2 separate regions of the Mus musculus genome follow, and region 2 is linked to region 1. A link is a contact called in public Hi-C data. All regions are on one chromosome and are shown on one strand. Each heading gives the region's core, a stretch centred on a gene start, on an enhancer-like site or on the middle of the called end of the contact. The rest is flanking DNA. Distances are from core to core; before and after follow the strand shown. Region 1 holds the start of Fam171a2 (family with sequence similarity 171, member A2). Region 2 overlaps Gm11627 (predicted gene 11627).

Evidence for each region. Hi-C and Micro-C count contacts between places; a contact is called where the count stands out from the background.
Region 2: a contact with region 1 is called in a Hi-C map of nephron progenitors, with 2.8 times the contacts expected there. The contact joins the enhancer-like site here to the promoter of Fam171a2 in region 1. A contact is called at or near these places in 11 of 39 promoter capture datasets (the 3T3-L1 cell line, the C10 cell line, cranial neural crest and 6 more), 19 of 484 Hi-C or Micro-C datasets (the G1E-ER4 cell line, the HL-1 cell line, embryonic fibroblasts and 8 more), 7 of 115 datasets of contacts at active chromatin or transcription factors (embryonic hindbrain, embryonic stem cells and pancreatic cancer cells) and 4 of 9 other capture datasets (adipose tissue, embryonic stem cells, liver and 1 more).

Annotation. Positions count from the first base shown.
Region 1 is chr11:102,444,287-102,451,326 of GRCm38.p6, reverse strand. Fam171a2 (family with sequence similarity 171, member A2) reads left to right here and starts at 3,664. Exons shown (of 8, transcript NM_199200.2): 1 at 3,664-3,929. The coding sequence starts at 3,812.
Region 2 is chr11:102,570,568-102,577,607 of GRCm38.p6, reverse strand. It overlaps Gm11627 (predicted gene 11627), which reads left to right. Exons shown (of 3, transcript NR_040286.1): 3 at 811-1,209. Among named protein-coding and RNA genes, the nearest start is that of Gm11627, 5.0 kb to the left of the region's middle. Within about 2 kb of position 4,212, at least 88 of the 459 cell types and tissues checked have an H3K27ac peak or open chromatin away from gene starts, as enhancers often do. A contact at or near this core is called in adipose tissue, embryonic fibroblasts, nephron progenitors and 1 more, where this site is marked.

The sequences.
Region 1 (7,040 bases), core at 2,415-4,914:
GAGGCTCACAGTAATCTATAGGATGGAACACATGGCCCCCAATGAAGGAACTAGAGAAACTACCCAACGAGCTGAAGGGGTCTGTAACCCTATAGGAGGAACAGCAATATGAACTAACCAGTACCCCCTGAGCTCATGTATGTAGCAGAAGATGGCCTAATCGGCCATCATTGGGAGGAGAGGTCCTTGGTCTTGCAAAGATTATATGCCCCAATACAGGGGAATACCAAGGCCAGGAAGTGGGAGTGGGTGAGTTGGAGAGCAAGGTTGGGGGGAGGATATAAGGGACTTTTGGAATAGCATTTGAATTGTAAATGAAGAAAATATCTAATAAAAAATTGTTTAAAAAAAGAGTTGGAGGCTAGCCTGGGCTACATTAGATTCTGTCTCAAAAGGGTACTTTGAGTGTATGTCTGTCACTGGCTGCTATTGTGTGTCAACCTGACACAAGCTAGAGTCCTCAGACAGGAAGGAGCCTTGGCTGAGAAAATGCCTCCATGAGATCCAGCTGTAGGACATTTTCTCAGTTCTAGCACACTAGTGATCAATGGGGGAGGGCCAGCCCATTGTGGTCCTGGGTTTTATAAGAAAACATACTGACAAGCCAGGGAAAGCAAGCCAGTAAGCAACCTCCCTTCATGGCCTCTGCATCAGCTCCTGCCTCCAGATTCCAGTCCTGCTTGAGTTCCTGTCCTGACTTCCTCCACTGATGAGCTATGATCTGGAAGTGTAAGCCAAATAAACCCTTTCCTCCCCAACTTGCTTTTTGGTCCTGGTGTTTTTCGTCAAGTCAATAGAAACCCTGAGACAATGCCTTTCCTCAGCATACCACCCTACTCCCATTCCTCCTTAATAACGGTCCTATTTCTATCACATTTTTAGAAAGTAAGGAAAAAGAAAGCTGAGACAACTTTCAGTAGGGGAGCAGTCGTTTACTATGTCCAAGACCCTGAGTTCAATCTTCAGTACTGAGGGTGGGGAGAAAGACAGAGGAGGGTGATGTGGAGAGGAGAAGGGGGATGTGGAGAGGAAAGGGGAGGGGAGGAAAGGGGGTAGGGGAGGACAGGAGAGAAGAGAGGAGAGGAGGGAGGCTGGAGAGATGGCTCAATGGTTAAGAGCACTGACTGCTCTTCCAGAGGTCCCAAGTTCAATTCCCAGCAGCCACATGGTGGCTCACAACCATCTGTAATGACACAAAAATCTGTCAGAGAGCTGACACCCTCTTCTGAAGACAGCTATAATTGTACTCATAATACATAAAATAAATAAATAAATCTTAGGAAAAAAAGAAGGAGAAGAAGAAGAGGAGAGGTGAGGTGAGGCGGAAGGAGGCATGGAAGGAGGGGAGTGGTGAGGAGATATCAGTGGGTGCTGGTGGAGGCGCCACTTCCCGAAGTCTTCAAAGGGAAGCCAGGTAGTCAAGGACAGGGCTCTGACGGTTGATCTGAGGCAATGAAAGAGCCGTTCCCTGCATGGAGCAAAGTGTTCAGAAAAAAAAAATTTCTGCCAGTAACAAGGGGGCAAGTTCTGGCAAAGAGGGAGTTGCTGAGGCTGGAGCCGGGTGGGGAGGGCCCTGGGGTACTTGTTTGTTAGGGAGGCAGGGGTGGTGGCTGAGCAGACACGCCTTGAACACTGAATTCAATGCTACGTGTCCAGGGACAGAAGAGGTGCATATATTCACCTCACCAGAGCCCATACTTGATTGTACCCAGAGGGGTAAAATGGTAAATCCTGATAACAATGATTTGACATCCATGCATGGCAAGTTCCAGAACAGGTTTCTAGCTGGGTGACTGAATATCTAAGTAAAGATTAAGCCGTGATCCTTGAATACCAGCCAAATTTCCTCTGGAGTCAGTCAGTCATTGCAACTGAATGGCCCAGACCACCTATCTTGATCCCAGCAAAGCATTTTAGCCTTGGGCCTCACGGACGAGAGAAATGTGAGCGGGATTGTAGTGGCTGGGATTTTAGATCTGAATGATCCTGATAAAACTGGGGTGCGGTGGGGGGGTCTCTCTGGGGTGTCTCAGCTCCATGTCAACTCTGGGCTGCCTAGAGACATCAGGAGATCCTTGAACGAAGGCAGCAGTAGCCTCTCTGCCCCACAGATAACTCCTGGCTGTGGCAGGCACAGGGATAATACAGTGGGCAAGCAAGGCAGATTCCAGGGAGCTCTGACAGATTGTGAAGTCGGCTTGAGACCAACACGATGAAATTCACCAAGGAAGAGCGCTAAAGCCTGCACTTAGGTTCCAAAAAAAAAAAAAAAAAAAAAAAAAAAGTTACATAAGCACAGAACTGGGAAATATGGTTACACGGAAATCTCTATTAAAAAGGAAGAGATGCTGCGTGCAATCCCCTCTACCCTTGGCTGGCTACTCCAGGGTCTGAGGTGGGGGGCGGGGGCGGTGAGAAGAAGGAGGAGGAAGAGGAAACAGATGGAAATGAGGGGAGGAGAAAGAAAGAAGGAAAAGAGGGAAAGAGGAAAGGAAGGGATGAAGGGAAAGACCTGGTGACTTTGCCCCCTTAAGTAGAGAGACTTAGTCAGAGGGAAGCCTGCTGCGTCCCCTAGGGGAAGCCATCCTTGTCATAGGTCTCCTGGGTAGCAGGCTGTGCTGAAGAGGTGACTGGGCAGAGAGAACGACGCAAAACAGAAGCTAAGGGATAGTGACAGCCAGAAACGATAAGGAGAGAAAGGTTGTTTGGGAGCTTGTCTTCAAACATGGGGTTCAGCGAAGGAAGATCCAGTTTGTCAATCAGGATGCCGGAACCAATGGGATTCTTTTGTGGGGGGAGGCGTCTGCTTCCACTTCTACAAAACCTCTCTAGCCAGATGTCTCCTCCAGAAGGAGGTCTTATTACTCCAAGGGAGGCAAGCCCCTCCCCGGCCAACAATAGCACCACTTACTGCACCGGTGCACCTGTCAGACTTGTGTCAGAGGACCAGGAACTGGCTATGTAGAGCAAAGTGGCCTTGAACTCACAGAGCTCTTCCTGTTGGGATAAAAGGTGCCTGGCATTCCTCCACCATCACCCCGAACCACCCCTCACACACACCTTGGTATCTCAACCACGTTACTAGGTAGAGATTATTATGATTGTCACTTTAAAGGATAAGTGAGGCTGAATATAGCGGCTTGCATTTGAAATCCCAACACTCTGGAAGCGGAGGCAGGAAAAGGGCCATGAGTTCGAGGTCATTCTGAACTTCAGACCATCCTCTTTAAAGCAAGAGAGGCTAAGAAGGCTGTAAGGAACTTGTCTTGCCTGTTTCTGAATGGAAGTCATGGGGGGCGGGGGAGGAGGCTGACATGACCACAGGTCAGCTTCCCAATGTTGGATGGAGACCGCAGCCTCCTCAACACTACGGAGCTCTCGGTGTGGGAGAAGAAAATTCTCACTCTTTCCAACTACAGCCCTTAGGAGTAGGCAATAGCCATTCTCCTACCCCTCAATTTTACACCACATCTCAAGAGCTCTCCAACCCCAACCCGGGTAATTGCCCCCTAATCGCTGCACTCCATTGCTGTCTGGAATCTTGGGTTACCGGGTGGGGGCTGCCGGGTGGGCTGCAGGCAGAGCCGGGCCTCGAGGGGGCGGTGCCCGCTGGCCCGCCGTGCCGGGTGTCGACTGCAGGGGGCGCTGGCGGCCGCTCCGGGCAGAGACAATCGCGCCGAGCGGGCGCCGCAGCCGGAGCGGGAGCCCAACCCGGAGCTGCACAGAGCGGTGCAGAACTGGGGCTGAGCGGGGCCGGCCGATCAGGGCCGGGCGGCAACGATGGACCGCTAGGGCCCGGCCGAGCCCCGCGATGCCGCCGCCGAGTGGCCCCGGCGTCCTCGCGCGGCTGCTGCCGCTGCTGGGGCTGCTGCTCGGCGGCGCCTCCCGGGCTCCCGGCAAGTCTCCGCCGGAGCCCCCCAGCCCGCAGGGTGAGTATCGGCCTCGAGGGGCGGCGATCGTGGGCCTGTACCCTGTGATCGGCTGCCACCGCTGGCCCCCTCTTCACGGTGCTAGTGACTTGGGATGCATTCTGCTCCCAGGATGGCGGGGGGAAGGCGACCTGAGATCGGTGCTTCTGGGGGAGAGATTGGGGGACTGTTTGCTGCGGGGGTCTTGGGGAGACACAATGGAGAGGGCGAGGGTCTCCAGGCTCGGCGCTGCCGCCTCCTCCGACTTGTTTTTCTCCCTCCTGGTCCGCGAGGCACTGCAGCCAGAGCTATTGTCTGCGGAAGACACCCGCCCAGGGGCGGGCTGGGGCGGGCGCCGGCTCCGCAGCCCCCCGCGGGTCCCTAGCTGCGACCCAGGCTGGGTGGGGGCGCAGACATCGGCTGCCACCCTGGCCGGACTGGGGCTGGGAGCTTAGAGCTGGGCTGCGAGGGGGGAGGGGAGAGGGGGAGTGGGTGAGGCTGTAGGCGGGATTGACTGCTCGAATGGGGTTTTCACCCAGGAGCCTGACAGCTTCTAGCCAATCCCCCCCCAGGTTTAGAATTTGGGGCTCACCGAATAAACACTGATCAGCTCATGCTAGAGGGAGGGGATGCATTTGGAAGGGGGGGGGCGAGTACAGGCGTTATTGTGATTCCCGGCTCAAGGCGCATGGCAGGGCTGTGGTCACGGAGCCATGCTGAGCTGGCTGGCTAGCTGTGGGCAGTACCAGCTGAGAGGGCAGGTGTCTGGGTCCTTGTCCAGCCTGTCTCTTGCTACTACTCTCTTCTACCAGCTTCCCTTCTTCATTTCACTCATTCCCCCGCCCCCAAAGGAGACCCTGACCCTCCTAACGCCTAACCTGGCCCACATGGGTGTGTGAGGTGAAGGTAGAGCTGGCCCCTGCATTGGGAGCTGGACACCCTGACTCCACAGCTCACTCGTGGGTGCTCTGGGCCTCTCTTCTCCTCATCCCTGCTTCCCTCTCCCACCTTTCTGGTTCCTGCGCCACCACCCCACAATTGCTCTTCCTTCCCTGCCTGCGGTTCCATCCTGAAACAGTGTTCTTTGCTCCTTATGCCACCCCCCCCCCACACACACACACACCAGAAGCTAGCAGGAAAGGCGGAAGGCGGGGGTCTGGTTGAGGGAAGTAGGGTCCGGATGAAGGAAGGAGGTCGGATTTCCTCCTGGAACAAGGCAGGGCTAGCCAAGTGGAGAGATGCAGATACTGTATGGAATGCCAAGCTTTGAGGGTGGGGAGGGATCTTCCTGTGCCTCAGTCTCCCCTAATCTCCCAGAGAAGAGGCCCAAGCTAAGAAGCTTCTCCTCCTCCAAGGCCCAGGGGAGGGAGGAAGGGCCCAGGGAATTGGCTGGAATACAGCCAGAATAAGGGGCTCTCTCAGGCAGCTGGCGGGGAGCCCAGGCTGTGGGGAAGCAGGGAAAGGAGTCTGCTAGACACCTGCCCCACCTCCCAGCTTGGTGCTGACTTTCCTTCCGGCCTTACCTGCCCACCTCTGTTTTGTTTCCCAGGTCCCTCCTCTACCTCTTTTGAGGCTTTGGCCCTTGAGCCAAAAGGCTTCCCTCAAGTGACAAAATTTCAGACTCCAGGATCCTCTCTTCCCAGCTGCTTTCTCCAGCTGTTCCTAAGCCTAGAATGGGGCTGGGAGCAGTCAGACTCTTTTAGCTTCTCAGAATTCCTACTGGGGCAGGAGACTGCCACTCCTTGGAGAGCCAGCGTGGGAGTGGGCAGAGTGGGTGCCCCACCCTAACAAGCTAGACTCTGGCCTATCCTGGAGAGGGAGGTGGGCTCTGGGAATAGCTGGATGGGATGCCAGGACCAGGCGTGGTATCCTGCTTTGGAAGCCTGAGAAGAGACACCTGTCACTGTGGAGTGTCAAGTCGGTGAAAGGCCTTGAGGTTCTGAGGCTGCCCACGCCCCCCAGCCCCGCCCCTTCTTCTCTCCGCTCCAGGCTCCAGGCTCCCTCTCTACCTGGGATTTCCCCCAGCATCCAGTGCATCCTCCACTTGTCTCCCAATCTATGATGCTCATTAGGAAGGCGGGGGCGGGGCCTAGTCTTGAGGGAGAAGCGGGTGCTGAGTGGAAAGGGTTAGATGGCAGAGGCGACCTGTGGAAATCCATGAGAGTAATTTAAGTCCTCATCACCCACCCAAACCCAAGCACCTCGCCTTCAGGGCCAGAGTGGCCAGGTTACCCTGGAGGAAGGGAGGTGGGGGACGGGGGGGGGGTTTCACAGATAGCCTGGAAATTTAAATGTTTATGCGTCCCAGTCCCTGCACACTCTTTCCCTTGGGCCTGGGTCTGCTTTCCGTGTAGCCCATCCCCATCAGTGCCCCAGCTCCTTTGCTTGATCTCCCGGGAGGAATGAGGGCGTTGCCATGGTGAGTGACTGTCGCTGACCAGCTACAGACTGTGATGGGAGGGATCAAGATACTCCTTTGAGCTTAGGAGCTGGGGCAGGTCCCTAAATTTGAAGGGTTTTTGGATAGGATCCTGGGTAGAGGGTGTGTGTAAGAAGTGACAGAGTGACAGGTTCCTTGGTGGCTTGACTTGATTTTTTTTTTTTTTTTTTTTTTTTTGTTCCTTGAGAACTCAAGCTTCCATCTTTCCTCTAGGTTACTCGATCTTGCCCTCTCCCCCTCCACCTGAGGCTCCCCATTCTCCCAGGGCTCATTCTTTCTTGGTCTCTCTTCTCCTCTTCAGACCATTGTTCTTTTAGGGTAGACTGGCTAACATTTTTTAACTCTAGAAGTAGACTACTAGGTTCAGAGCTCAGATTTCTCACTTAACTGCAGTACAAGGACTTAACGCCTTCTAAGCCTCACTTTCTTTATCTGTAAAATGGGCTGAGGGCATATTTTAGCAAATATAGCATTTCACTGGCTGCAAAGTATATTCCTATTTTGTGAGCCATTAAGAATGGGGGTGGGGAGTGGGGAATGCTGTCAATTATAACGATGACATCACCCATCACAGGCATTGCCCAAGTTTAGAATTGTGAAAGTATGCATGGGCTAGCGCTGGTAAAAAGGGGATAAATAGCCCTCTCTCCTCCTCTGCTGATTTTGGCAGAGAGCACAACTCACAGACAGAG
Region 2 (7,040 bases), core at 2,963-5,462, 130 kb before region 1:
CTAACCTTAGGGTGAGGTGAAGCTTCTGTTCCTTGCCCCAGACCTGCCCAGGGAGCTCCCAGATATCAGTGCCTCCCTGTGAAGGCCCTGGGTGGGTTAGACATCTGAGGTCCTTCAGCTTACTGAGGAGCTGGGTGCGGTGCCTCAGCTTGTGAAGCCTTCATGGCCACCTGACTCCCCAGAAAGGAAGGGAGCTTTGGGCAGGAAGCAGTTGTAAGGCTACAGGAGATGGCGTCTGGAGAGCGGTCCTCCAGCCCTTACAGCATCCCTGCGCTGCATTCCCCTCGGGCTAGAAGAAAGACCTGAGGCAGCAGATACCGGAGCAGAGGTGGCTAGTATGTCATTCACGACCCCTCTCCTCTCTCCACCTGACCTAGCACGGCCCAGCCTATCACTCCCCACCTTGGGAAGTCTGGAATTCCATGCCTTGAAGACCATCTGAAAGCTGTGTGGCCTCACCAGGTGCCCGGGCTTCCTGCTGGCTTTACCCTCTTCCTTCCTCTGATTTCCGACTGCTCTTCTCCCCAGAACCATATTTGGACTTTTAGAACACCGTGGACCTTAGGACAGCAACACCAGCATCCTTCTTCCAGGAGTTCTCTGGTCTTAATTCCATGGTCTTAATATGACAGTCGCCCCAGATCTTTTATCCTCAGACTCCCCTACAAAGTATTCAACCAACCATGGGTCTATATTATGAGGGAAAAATGTGTGTATCTGCTTTTTAAATTTTTTATTTTATTTTTTTGTTTTCTGGAGACTGTGTCAGCACTAAGCAACCTTTCTTTCCTTGTTTTGCTCCATAAACAGTAACAGTTACCTCCACGGCACTTGCAGGCAGGAGGGATTGTTCGTTTCCAAGAAGATCTGCACCGGCTGTACCCAAATAGAACGTCATTTTGATATGAAGGATTTCAGCCCCTGAAGATTTTGATACCCACAGAGTTGCTGGAAACAGCTCTCCTGGATACCAAGGGATGCTCATCTCATATTTGAATCATCCCGACCCTCACTGAGCAGACAGCTCCCAGAGTAACGCTGACTCAGAGAGAAGGAATTCGAGTCACCCGGGATATTTAAAATATTCTAGTAGCCACGTAGTTTAACAGAAAGAAAAAAAATATTAAGACAAGTGAGATGAACCTTAATAATATTTAATCCAATGATGTAAACTATTTTCATATGTAATCAATATAAAATAATTAGTGCTAAATTTGCTTCTTTTTTTTTTTTTTTTTTCCTCCTTTAAACTGTCGTTGGAATTTAGTTTTGCCCTCACAGCACCTCTGTTTGGTCAGTTGTGTACTCGTGACTCAGACTGGACAAGTGGGTAGATACTGAACAGCCGCTGGGTGTGGTGGTGCGGGCCTTTGATCCCAGCACTGGGGAGGCAGAGGAGGCTCTAGAAGTTTGAGGTCAGCCTGCTCTACGGAGACAAATTAAGGACAGCCAGGGTTACATGGTGGGACCTCATCTCAAAAACAAAACAAAATACTATAACAAAAAACCCCAAGATATTGCACAGTGGGCTCAAAAGATGGCTCGCAGCAGGTAGAGGCAGTCGACCCGAGTTCCATCCCTGGAGCCCATGTTTTTGTAGAAATTTTTAATTTCAATCCGGGGTTTCTACCCTACCTTTGGTCATTTAGTCTCCGGATAAAGACACACAACTTTTATTATTATTATTTTTTTTTTTTTTTTTTTTTTTTTTTTTTTTTTTTTTTGGTTTTTCAAGACAGGGTTTCTCTTTATAGCCCTGGCTGTCCTGGAACTCACTTTGTAGACCAGGCTGGCCTCGAACTCAGAAATCCGCCTGCCTCTGTCTCCCCAGTGCTGGGATTAAATGCGTGCACCACCACGCCTGGCACAACTTTTATTATTAATAATAAGCCTTAAACAGCACAAGAGCTGGGCAGATATCTACCCTCTATGCTATTAAAATCTACTTCCCTATCGATAACCCTGAGTTATTACTGTGTTTCATCTGGGCTGCTCGTAACTCTAACTGGCCAGCCCTCAGTGTCACGTTCTCATGGCGCACCTAGCCCATGGTGGCTTCTCCTTTCTCCTCACCTTCTTCTCCAGCTCCTGACTCTCCCTCAACAACCCCCAGCCCGAAAACCATAAAACCCACCTATATCTCTCCTGCCCAGCTATTGGCTGTCAGCATCTTTATTTACCAATCAAAAGCAACTTGGGTACAAGGGCACATAGTATCACTTGGGTCTATGTGCAGACTCTTGTATTTCTGGGGCAACCAGGTCTTTCTTGGGGACCACACTTTGCATTACAATACACAGCAAAAGTCCTCATGTCCTCAGCACCAGTAAAGCGTGGAGGGAGAGAACTGACTACAGGAAGCTGCTCTCTAATCTTTGCCCACATGCTGTGACATGTGCACACATAGGCACATGCATTTCATATGCAAGGTAATAATAAAATTTTAAAAGGATATTGAACAATATGTAGAGCCTGTTTGGGTCCAACAAGTCCAGGTACTAAAGGCCCATTTTAAAAATTGTGGGAGGAGCTGGAGAGATGGGTCAGTGATAAAGAGCATTGTCTGTTCTTCTTCTAGAGTATCTGAGTACAATTCCCTTTACTACCAGGGCAGCTCACAACCATCTGTCACTCCAGCTTCAGGGAATCCAATGCCTCTGGGCTCCAAAGATACCTGTACTCTATGTGTGTGTGTGTGTGTGTGAACATGCAGACACACACAAACGCATAATTAAAACTAACAATAAATAAAATATTTGCTATAAATATTTTATAAGTAATAATAATAAATAAAATTTTTTTTATTGTCAGGCTGTACATATGGTGCGCACCTTTAATCTGAGCACCTGGGGTCCACTCTCAGCATCCACACGGTGGCTCACACCTATTTGTAACTCCTGTTCCAGAGAATTCAGGGTCCTCTTCTGGCTTCCGTGAACACTGCAAAAATAGCAAAAACGGAGTACACAGACAAAAACTCATATACATAAAATAATTTTGTTAAAAACAAAACAAAACAAGTGGGCTGGTGAGATGGTTCAGTGGGCAGAGGTATTTGAGACCAAGTCTGATGACCTGCCTGCAATCCCCAGGACCCACAGGGCAGAAGAAGACAGCCAGTTCCTGCCAGTTGTCCTCTGACCTCTGCATCATCCTCTGTGGTGTGCACGTTCCCCGTCTCACAAATAAATATAATTAAAATTTTTTTGTTAAGGGCTGGAGAGATGGCTCAGTGATTAAAAGCACTGGATGCTCTTCCAGAGGTCCTGAGTTCAAATCCCCTGCACCCACATGGCAGCTCACAACCATTTATAATGGGATCTGATGCCCTCTTCTGATGTATATAAATAATTAAAAAAAAATGTTGTAGAGTCAGGCAGTAGTGGTGCATGCCTTTAATCCCAACACTTGGGAGGCAGAGGCAGACAGATCACTATGAGTTTGAGGCCAGCCTGGTCTACAGAGTGAGTTCCAGGACAGCCAGGGCTACCCAGAGAAATCATGTCTGGAAAAAAACAAAAAATGTTACTGGGGATATATCTTACTGGTATAGTATTTGCCTGAATTTAATCCACAATGCACACAGTAGAAGAAGAAAACTGACCCCCATGGAACAGTATTCTGAACATGATATGAGTTTGTGTGTGTCCGGTGCAACACCATAAATTAATTAATTAAAAAAACAGGTTTGTATATCATATGTGTATCTGCTGCCCAAGGAGGCCAGAAGGTGTGAAAAGTATGGACAGATGTGAGTTGTCATGAGGGGGCTGGAGACCAAACCTGGGTCCTCTTGTAAAAGCAACAAGTACTCCTACCTGCTGAGCCATCTCTCCAGCCTCTGCCCTCTCCAAAAATTATTTAGGAAAAAAAAAAAAAAATTGACTCCACACTGTGCGACCTTAGAATGTGTGTCCCTTAGCTACTCTATGGCCTTAACTATGTAACCTATTAAATGGGCCAGAAACCTCTCAGAGTGATTGAGAGAATAATGCCAACCAAGTGCTTGATGCACAGTGTGCGCTCAATAAAGGTTAACTCTCTTCAACGCTGCGCGATGGTAATCTTGGTCCCAAAGAACTGTTTGGTGAAAGACTAGGAGAAGAGGCTCTTTGTCTTCCAGCAGAGTGAAACAAGAGTAGGCTGGAGAGTGAGTGCGTTTTGTATGAGGAGCTGGGCTGGGATAAAGATGGCTGCGGGTGCCCAGAAGGCTAAGAGAGAGGTTGCCGCCTTGGAATTTGGAACAGAAAGAGAGAAGCATAAGGCCGATGATTCACTGCTGGGATGAGGCTTCTAGGGTTTATAAAAACAAAAGAAAAAGAAAAGAAAAGAAGTGAAATGAAATGAGAAAAAAGAAAAGAAAAGAAAGAAAGAAATGAAAAGAAAAGAAAGAAGAAAAAAAAAAAAAGACGTAGAAGACTGAAAACTCCAGCGATCCCTTCAGGAGGTGGTGTTCACTCCGCAGCGAGCTGCGCGGCTGAGCAGGTTTGCTGAGTGCTTGGAGAAAGAAGTTGGTTGGGACAAAGGTTCTGAAGGGGGTACAGCCAAAACGCCCCAGTGAGTTCCCTCTTTCCCTCCGCATTACTCAGCCAAAGAGTAAGCTGAGAATTGCATTTTGAGGCCACAGCGCCCTCTGCTGGACTGAGGTCCTAGAGGACCCCAGCTAGAGTTCTATGGGAGACCACGCACATATCATCTTTTAATAAAAGTGTGTTAAGTAGGGGAAGAGGGGAGGGGATAGGGGGTTTTCGGAGGGGAAATTAGGAAAGGGGATAATATTTGAAATGTAAATAAAGAAAATATCTAATTAAAAAAGAAAAAAAGTGTGTTAAGTAACAGCAGGGCGTGGTGATGCACGCCAATAAGTCCTCGTATTTGGGAGATGGAGGCATGAGGCTACATTGGGGGTGAGACCTCAAAACACACACACACACACACACACACACACACGGGGCTGGAGAGATGACTTAGGGTTTAAGAGCACTGACTGTTCTTCCAGAGGACCTGAGTTCAATTCTCAGCAACCACATGGCAGCTCACAACTGTCCACTCCAAATCTGACATCCACACACAGATATACATGGAAGCAAAATACATAAAATAAAAGTAAATAGATTATTAAAATATTAGAAATGTGTGATATTTGTTCAGCAAATGGTTACTTTTGTAACTATTCACAGTTGGTGTCCATAAATGTATGCTGTATAACGTGTACTCTCCTTCATAGCTCTTGGAGTTCTAGGGCTGTAGATTAAAAACAGTTAGCAGTTGAAGCTGAAACCTGCAGAACAAGGCAGCCAGATACTATCTGCTATTTTACATCCCAGGAAACTGAGGTACGTATTTAGGTCACCTGCCTAAAGTCACACAACTAGAAGAGCCAGAATAATCGGAGCTTTGAAAGCCTAAAGGTGCTGGAAAGATGGCTCAATAGATAAGAGCACTGACTGCTCCTCCAGAAGTCCTGAGTTCAAGTCCCAGCAATCACATAGTGCTCACAACCATCTGTAATGAGATCTGATGCCCTCTTCTGGTGTGTCTGAAGAGAACAACAGTGTGCTCATATATACACATAAAATAAATAAATAATTCTTTAAGAAAAAGAAGAAGAAACTGGGCAGTGGTGGTGCATGCCTTTGATCCCAGCACTTGGGAGGCAGAGGCAGGTGGATTTCTGAGTTCAAGGCCAGCCTGGTCTACAGAATGAGTTCCAGGACAGCCACGGCTACACAGAGAAATCCTGTCTCGAAAAAACCAAAAAAAGGAGGAGGAGGAGGAGGAGGAGGAGGAAGAAGAGGAGGAAGAGGAGGAGGAGGAGGAGGAAGCCTAAAGGCCTGAGTTTGCACCCTGGGTCTCAAGGCAGATGGGGAGAATGCACTCCTGAACCTGACCTCCACACATGTGTGCTGTGGTGTGTGGGTGCCTGCATGCAAACCCATGTATCATACATGCATGTGTCATGGTAATAAACAAAACTTCTAAAAATTCAGAGAGTAAAGGGACCTGCTGCTAAACCTAAGGAGCCTCATATTCAGATGTTGGAAGGAATTCTCAAAACAGCTGTGAGGACCACCTCCTGCAGGTTGTCCTCTGACTGTCACACATGTGCCTATCTACACACACTGTGTGTGTATACATACATACATACATACATATATGTGCATACACATGCACACACACACATATGTTGGAGATTGGTTCTAATGCTTTGATTCTATCAGAAATCTGCATGTCCAGATGCTGAAGGTCTCTGTCTCCAATTGGTTTTTGATTAATCAATAAAGATGCCAACAGCTAATGGCTGGGCACTGGGCAGGACACTTAGAGTTTCTCGGGTAGGATGCAGAGAGGAGCAGAGGAGAGTCAGGAGAATCGCCATACCTCAAGGAAGAAGGATCAGGTGCAAGAGTGGCCGGAGATAAAGCCAACCAGACACGTGAGAATTTGGGTGGTCACTTCCTCGGTTGGGCCTAAGGTAGCCAGGGAAGGTTTGGGAGTGCTCAGCCTTCAAGGCAGCCAAGGCATCTTTAAAATAAGCTAATGTGTATGTGTCATTCACTCAAGGGTCCAAAGATAGTTCCTGAATGGATGCTTCGGATTCGCCAGGAGCCGAAGCGGTGTAGCCAAAACTCACGGCTACATATACTCAATACCACTCTCTTTTACCTGAGGTTAAGTGGATGCTGTTGTTCATGAATATAAACTTCTTACTTCTAGTTATGAGTTTCCTTTTTTTCTTTTCTTTTTTTTTTTTTTTTTTTTTTGAGACAGGGTTTCTCTGTGTAGGCCTGGCTGTCCTAGAACTCACTCTGTAGACCAGGCCTGGTTCTGATTTTCAAACCATTGGGGTGTTTGTTTGTTTGTTTTTGTTTTGTTTTAGATTTATTTATTTATTTTATGTATATCAGTGCACTGTAGCTGTACAGATGGTTGTGAGCCACCATGTGGTTGCTGGGATTTGAACTCAGGACCTTTAGAAGAATACTCAGTGTCCTTCATTGCTAAGCTATCTCTCCAGTCCCCTCAGGGCTACTTTTAGA